Regions from separate parts of the Pan troglodytes genome. Here region 1 is linked to region 2. A link is a contact called in public HiChIP or PLAC-seq data. All regions are on one chromosome and are shown on one strand. Each heading gives the region's core, a stretch centred on a gene start, on an enhancer-like site or on the middle of the called end of the contact. The rest is flanking DNA. Distances are from core to core; before and after follow the strand shown.

Evidence for each region. HiChIP or PLAC-seq counts read pairs in DNA pulled down with a chosen protein or histone mark.
Region 1: an H3K4me3 HiChIP or PLAC-seq map of stem cell-derived excitatory neurons shows a contact between it and region 2, with 7 times the contacts expected there. The contact joins the promoter of RNF14 here to the promoter of ARAP3 in region 2. A contact is called at or near these places in 1 of 7 Hi-C or Micro-C datasets (induced pluripotent stem cells) and 1 of 1 datasets of contacts at active chromatin or transcription factors (stem cell-derived excitatory neurons).

The regions. Positions count from the first base shown.
Region 1 is chr4:139,689,307-139,692,936 of NHGRI_mPanTro3-v2.0_pri, reverse strand. RNF14 (ring finger protein 14) reads right to left here and starts at 2,159. Exons shown (of 12, transcript XR_008548090.2): 1 at 1,938-2,159; 2 at 232-405.
Region 2 is chr4:139,401,673-139,405,455 of NHGRI_mPanTro3-v2.0_pri, reverse strand. ARAP3 (ArfGAP with RhoGAP domain, ankyrin repeat and PH domain 3) reads left to right here and starts at 2,523. Exons shown (of 33, transcript XM_009449832.5): 1 at 2,523-2,604.

The sequences.
Region 1 (3,630 bases), core at 910-3,409, 290 kb before region 2:
CTACAATTGCATTTGCAAATATCCTCCCTCACAACTAAAATATTTTTAATTAAAATGTACATAAGTAAAAAGTTAGGATTTTTTACATTCTAAAAGGTCATACTATGAAATTTAAAATGATTTCATTTTCAAAAAACACTTTTTTTCTAGGAGATGTTAGTTCATGGCTCTGCTTAAGCTGCATCCCTATCTAAGACACAATTACATGTTCTACTTGAGGTCAGTTAGTACCTGTTAATAACAATCAGAAGAAAAGGATATTAACACCGCAGTCTGTATTTCAGCTCAGAGTGGAGTTCATGCAAATCCCATTTATTCTCTAACTGGTGGAGCTGAGACTGCTGCAGCTGGGTAAGAGGCCAAGATGTGGAACTCATACTACATATATTATGAAAATCCTGCCATCTGCAGAAAATAAATACAAAAGATGGTGTTAGGACCCTCTCCAAATTAAAATTCTGAATTTCCATGATCACCGCTTAAGTCAAACATATCCTAACATATAGCCAATCCTAATCTACAGGTGCATGTTACTCTCCTAGGGCAGGCTAACTGAGCCATGTGGTTAAAGGAGTATTTGCATGTCCCCAGCAATGACTGAGGACTTTTTATCTGTCTGCCCTCAGCTATGGGAGGAGCTAAGGAGGAACACCAAGGTCATATGAAAGTACAGGACACCATGCCCCATAACAAACAACCTCTTCAGTTTGTTTTTTGTTTTGTTTTTTTCTCCTTTCCTCTTCTGCTTCTTGTATTCCTTCATTTGCCATTCCCCTCCAGTTTTTCCTCTCTTGTTCATGAATTAACCCTGCCAGTGGCACTCAAGGTTAATTTTGGTAACAGAAAAATACTTAAAACAAGAGTACACAAACACAAACTTTTAAGTTTTATTCTAAATGCTTTAGAGCTAGGCTTCTTCACTGGGGTGAGGGGAAAAGGGAGTGTGGTCTATAGATGGGTTATGGAGAATACTATCAACACCCTAAAATTATATGCAAAAATACTATATACAAAACCATAATTAAAAACCAGATTCTCGGATGTGTAACTCCCAAATGAGATAAGAATGAGATTCAGAATCAATTTACATTAATTGAGCACCTACTATGTACTGTATTAGGTCCTTTCACATTGTTTTATTTTACTAGGTGGGAGTATATGGTGCTAATTGAATTAAGCTTTTTGTTTCTTCCTGTTAAAACATTTGCAAATGGGATGAGAGATTCATTCATGCAGTTTATGGTTTTAGGTTAGTGTTCTGCATCTGACTGCACATTAGAATCTTCTGAGGAGCTGTTTTTTAAAATCTCAATACCCAGGCCACACCCTAGAACAATTAATTCAGGCCTCAGTAGTTTTCCAAGTTCTCCAGGCGATTCCAATATGCAGCCAGGGCTAAGAACTTCTACTCCAAGCAGTTTCAACAGTTCCTCATGACCTACCCTACAAGATTTCAGCTTGTGAAGCTGTCACTTGGAATCCAGTACCTCAATTCAGGTTGCTAACCCCCATTTCCTTCTCATTCTATCCATTTGGTCTTCGGGTGTCCTAGTCTGGGTTCAGCTCGCCACTTGGCGTGCGGCGTCGTTTGGGCGACTGCCCAAAAACAGGGGCAGGCCCAAGGCTAGCTATCCGCCCCAACGCTGGGATCAGAGGGCGCAATGCGGGTGTGTGAGCTGCTGGCCAGCCTGGGGCGTTCCGAAGGAGCAGGGCCCACACCTTCCCCTTCCTCCTCAGCGTCCCGAAGGGAGTCCCAGCCAGCCGGGCTGCGGACGCCCGGTCCCGGATTTGAGGGACTGAGGCCCAGTGTACAGTCCCAGCCCGGTCCCCTTCTCTGCCTCGCGCGCCCCGAGAGCTATCCCCACCGTACCTTCCGGCCGCCCGGCAGTGCCGAACCCCAAAGTTCCGCCCTCCGCCCTTGCCTGGGGCCCACTCACCGCCGCCAGCCGACCAGGCCTAGAGACGCCCTGCTCAACCGGCGCGCCGCCTCTTCCGTTCTCGGGAGCTGTCAGCTGAGCCAGGCGGATCCCGCTGCTGCGGCCGCCGGCATAGGGAGGACTCTGCGCAGCCGCCGTGGTCGCCCCTGCCTCTCGGGCGCCTCCCGCAGGCCCAAGGCGGCGCTGCCGGCGCGACCATCGTCACCCCCACCACTGCGAGCCCTGTGCCCACAGGAGGCTCTTTTCAGTAGTTCTGATGGGGCCCGAGAATTCGAATTTTTACCAATCTCTAGAGGGGATCATGAGGCAGTGGTCTACCTAGGACAGAGACTCTCACAACAATCCCAGACCTGCTTCTCTAAGTGGACTAAGCAAGCCTACTTCCTCCCGTTTACCTTCTCAGAAATGCTGCCGGTCTTTCTGGCACTCCACTGTGGAAGCACGCATTCATCGCTCATGTTATAACTGTAACACCGACCGCATTTATTGAGTAGTTAGGATGCTTCAAGCAGTGTGATAAATGCTCTACGTAAATTTTCTATCTTCACTGTAAGCTTATGATTTAGCTACCATTTGTTATTCTCACTTTACAAATAAGGAAATTGAGACTTAGGTGCAAGAACTTACCAAGGGTCACGTGATTATGATTATCGTCAGGCTAAGCAGGAATTAAAATTATACCCTTCCTTTCTCACACCATATGCAAAAATTAACTAAATATGGATCAACGACCTAAATGTAAGAACTAAAACTATAAAACCCTTAGAAGGCCGGGTGCGGTGGCTCACGCCTGTAATCCTAGCACTTTGGGAGGCCGAGGCGGGTGGATCACGAGGTCAGGAGATCGAGACCAGCCTGACCAACATGGTGAAACCCCGTCTCTACTAAAAATACAAAAAATAAGCCGGGCATGGTGGCGGGCACCTGTGGTCCCAGCTACTCGGGAGGCTGAGGCAGGAGAATGGCATGAACCCGGGAGGCGGAGCTTGCAGTGAGCCAAGATCGCGCCACTGCACTCCAGCCTAGGCGACAGAGTGAGACTCCGTCTCAAAAAAAAAAAAAAAAAAAAAAAACCTTAGAAGAAAATGTAGGAGTAAACATTTGTGAACTTGGATTAGGCAATAGTTTCCTAGATATGAAACCAAAGGCACAAGCATCAAAGGAAAAAAACACATAAATTGGATTCACCAAAACTAAAAACTTTTGTGCTTCAAAATGTCAGAGGCGTTTGAACCAGAGCAACTTCATCTTGAGTAGCGGCTCAGTAAAATAAGGCTGAGCAACCTACTAGGCTACATTCCCAGACAGTTAGGCATTCTAAGTCACAGGATGAGATAGGAGATCGGCACAAGATACAGGTTATAAAGATCTTACTGATAAAACAGCTTGCAGTAAAGAAGCGGGCTAAAACCCACCAAAACCCAGATGGCCACGAGAGTGAACTCTGGTCATCCTCACTGCTACACTCCCACCAGCACCATGACAGTTTACAAATGCCATGGCAATGTCAGTAAGTTACCCTATATGGTCTAAAAAGGGGAGGCATGAATAATCCACCCTTTGTTTAGCATATCATCAGGAAATAACCATAAAAAATGGGCAACCAGCAGCCCTTGGGGCTGCTCCGTCTATGGAGTAGCCATTCTTTCATTTCTTTACTTTCTTCATAAACTTGCTTTCACTTTATGGGTTC
Region 2 (3,783 bases), core at 1,274-3,773:
AGGCACGAGAATCGCTTGAACTCAGGAAGACACAAGCCAGGGGTCAGAAGCCTCCACCTGCCCCATATCATTGAGCCAAAGAAGGGAAGTGGGGTCTGAGGGAGGAAGCCAGGTCTCCCTCTCTGTGGCTCTGCCCCATCATCTGGCATTGGTGTCCTTAACTTGGAGTCAGTGGACTTGGATGGGAAAAGAATATTACTTTCACTAATCTCTAGCTGAAATTTAACATTTCCTCCAATTATGACAATAGCAACAAACCAGTCATTTTAGCCATAACTATGGCTTTGTCACCAGTAGAAATCACATATATTTTTATATCATATTACAATATTGCAGATCTTTTGAAATACCATTTATGCTCATCACTGCATCAAAGTTATGTGAGGTATCAACCTACCACTAGATCTTATTTAAAGCATTAATAAATAAGCACATATATTACTATATCACATCGGTTTTATATGTGTATTACAACATAATTGGTTTCCTTTGTAATCCTATATATTTTATTTTATGCATTTTAAAATATTATTCTGAGATGAGGCCACATACTTTACCGTATTGCCAAAGGAGAACATGGCACAAAAAGGTTCAGAACTCTTGCATCTAGCCCCTGACCCAAACTCCCCGGCATCCATTCCTCAAAACTCCCTGTGCCCTTTACTGTCTTTTCCTGCTCCCTTATTTTGCTGGGTTAGTCTGAGTCCCTTAAAGAAGAAGCTGCCAAGGCAGAATGCAAGGATTTGACTAGGGGAGATGCCTGTGAGAGAGGAAGGGAGCCTGGAGCTAGGAGAGCTGTGAAGGAGAGAGAGAAGGAATAAAGGTTGAGAGGAGCATCCTAAAACACCAGTCAAAGGAAAGTTCAGCAAAGCCATTGGGAAATCTTGATCCAAAGTCAGCTGTCAAAGGAGTCCCCTATCTCCCAGGAATGGGTCTGCCTTAGGATCTCTGCTGAGCTCTGTCACTGGCTGGGAGCAGCCCAGTGGGAAGCTGGCCTTAGATTTCAGAGAGAAGCAGCTGGGGCCATTGGTTAATTTCACTCCTCACAGTGTAAGATCTGTGAGGAGCATTCTCACTGCCACCACAGTTGCCCATCCGAAAAAAAGGACATGGTGCAGGGGTCCTGTCCAGGGTGGTAGGTGAGCATGGTAGTTATAGATATAGACTTGGAGGGTTGGCTATTTTCTAGCTGCAGAGTCTTGAGCAAGTTATTTAATGCTCCCTGTCTCCTTATATGTAAAATAGAGGTGATAAAATTTCCTATTTGTAGGGATATTTGTGAGGATTAAAGTTTGCAAAGCAATGTTTACATAGATCCTGGAGCACAGTCAGCTCTCAATAATTGGTAGCCCTTATTATGGCTATTGCAATTATTATTTTATTACTATAATTCTCTTTCTCAAAGGGAAGGCCGGGAAAGTGGGGCTCCAGTAGGCTGAAGATGACAGTCCCTCCCCTAGCTGAGGCAGCTGGAAGAGGTGGGAACCACTTCCTCCCACTCCCCTCTTCTTCCCCTGAGGCAGGGGTCTTCCCCTAGCTACTGACAGTTCCTGTGTCTGCTGACTCACAGCCAACTTCCTCTCATACAAACAGGAAAACACAGCCGGCCAGCGCCCCCGCCACCCCCAACACATACACACATACACACATACACACACACACACACACACAAACACCCCCCCCCCCAACCCAAACACTGGTCCTGCTCAGAGAGGGAAGTGCCTCCGCCCCCGGGAGACAGGCTCCAGGACCGGGGTTCCGGCAAGATTAGCGAAGGAGAGAAGGGCCATTCCTCCTCAGGCCTCCCCGGCATCCCCCCTGAAATTTTAGGGTGGGAGTTGGGGAGAAGGGGCGGCTTCTCCCATGAATGAAACAGCTGCTTGCTTGGTCACTGAGCTTGCAGGGCGTCCGCCTGTCCCAAAAAGGCAGCCCCAAACCTTGGTTTGGAAGTAGGGATGTGCCTTGCGGACCTTCATCCCTCGAAGGAACCTAGGCCGGGCCCTTGGGGATGGAAGTGGGGAGAAACAGACGGGTACCCCTCTGCTGGGCCTCTGCGCTTGTTGCCCAGGCCAAGTCTCAATTCTGGATGTCCAGCTTCCGTCCCCACACTAAACTAGTTGCCAGGGTCCAGCCACCCTTCTGGGCGTGGGAGAGGTGCCCTGGGGGATTAGGGCTCGACCTTTCCTCCTCCCTTTTGGCAGGACTGGAGGGCATGGGAGCAGCGGAGAGGATGCAAAGCCGTCCCTGGCACTCTCCCTTTCTCAGTTTCTACCTCCGTCCCAATCTCCGTCCCGGTCTCTGCCTCTTTGTCCCTCTCCCTGAGGTTGTCTTCGTCCCAACGTGTTCTGGTCCTTTCTCGGCCTGCGAGAGGGCAGACTGGGGGCAGACTCGGAGATAAGCGCGGCGGTTGGGCAAGAAGCCCAAACCCTTTGGAGGCCTGCGCTTGCACAAGGAGTGGCCGGGGCCCCGCGGAGGGAACCGGCCGGGCGGGGCGGGGCTGGGCCCGTCGAGGGAGGGCAGAGGGGAGGCGGGGCCGGCGCGGCGGGACCCAGAACCTCGGACGAGCGGCGGGCACCCGCGAGCGGACGGCGGCCGCGTAGTGAGGTGAGGATCCCCGCGCCCCCCGGGTCCCTGCTTCCCAGACTCCTCCCCATCACCTTCTCGAGGGCCTTCGTGGGCTCCCAGGCCCCCTCGGCGCCGGCGGCCCTCCCCATCCCTGCCACGACCCGCCCCTCCCTCCTGCTGCCCGGCCTCTGCCTCATCCCTCCTCGCCCCCTCCCTCGTCGCAGCCTGCGCTGCCCGCCACTGCCCGCCCCGCCCCCGCCACTCCTGTCCCGCGAGCACCTCAGCTCCCAGCCCCGTGCTGTCGAGCCCGGCCTGAGTCACCGGGAAACCGGGCCCTGAGTCAGGGCCCGAGGCTCAGCACGCGGGCCCTGGCTTGGGAATGAGGCCCAGCTGGAGAGAGGCAGAGGGAGGCCAGCAGTGATGCTGGGACGGAGAGGGCGTCCTGGTCATCGACAGAGCACAAGAGTAACAGGGAGAGAGCCTAGGCCGAGGCGGAAGACAGAAACCCAGGCTCAGAGGCAGACAGAGACACAGATACAACTCAAGATCTGGTTAGAATTGTAGACTGAGTCAAGGACAAGCTTAATGACAGAGAGCAAAACAGGGTGGGACAAGGAGAGGGACAAAGAAGAATTGAGAGGTTGAGATGGAATGGGGCAGGGACAGTGACAAGGCAGAGATAAAACTCAGGGGCCACAGAATTAGAGACAGGTCTATGAAATAGACCAGGGTCAGGGTCGGGGTCAGGCTGGTGGAAGGGGGACAGAGCACAGAGACCTGAGCCCAAGGGAATGAGCAGGGAAAAGGCAAGCTCAGAAAAGGAAGGCTTGGAGAAAGCAGAGGTGGGGGGATGGCATTTCACACTGCCAAATCGCTACAGGGCATGTGCACACACAGGTGAACAGCATGTGAACATGCTGCCGGTGGGCAAAGAGTCCAGAAGCCTCTGGAGTACCCCTGACCAGAGGTCAGGCCTCATCTCTCTGGCCTGGTTCTCCATCCCCATCCTTATTCTTCAATTAGCCTCCACCCAGGGCCGGGACCCCACACATTAGGACTGGTTAGGGCTCTCCCGGCAGCCTGACCAAAGCAGGCAGGATGTGGAGGCGGCCAGGGCTGGAGGGACAGGAAGGAAGTCTGAGCAGAGACAATAGGTGGAAGGGGAGGAGGGACTGGGAACAACCAGGATTAGGATGGCAGGCCTGCATACATCGGCTC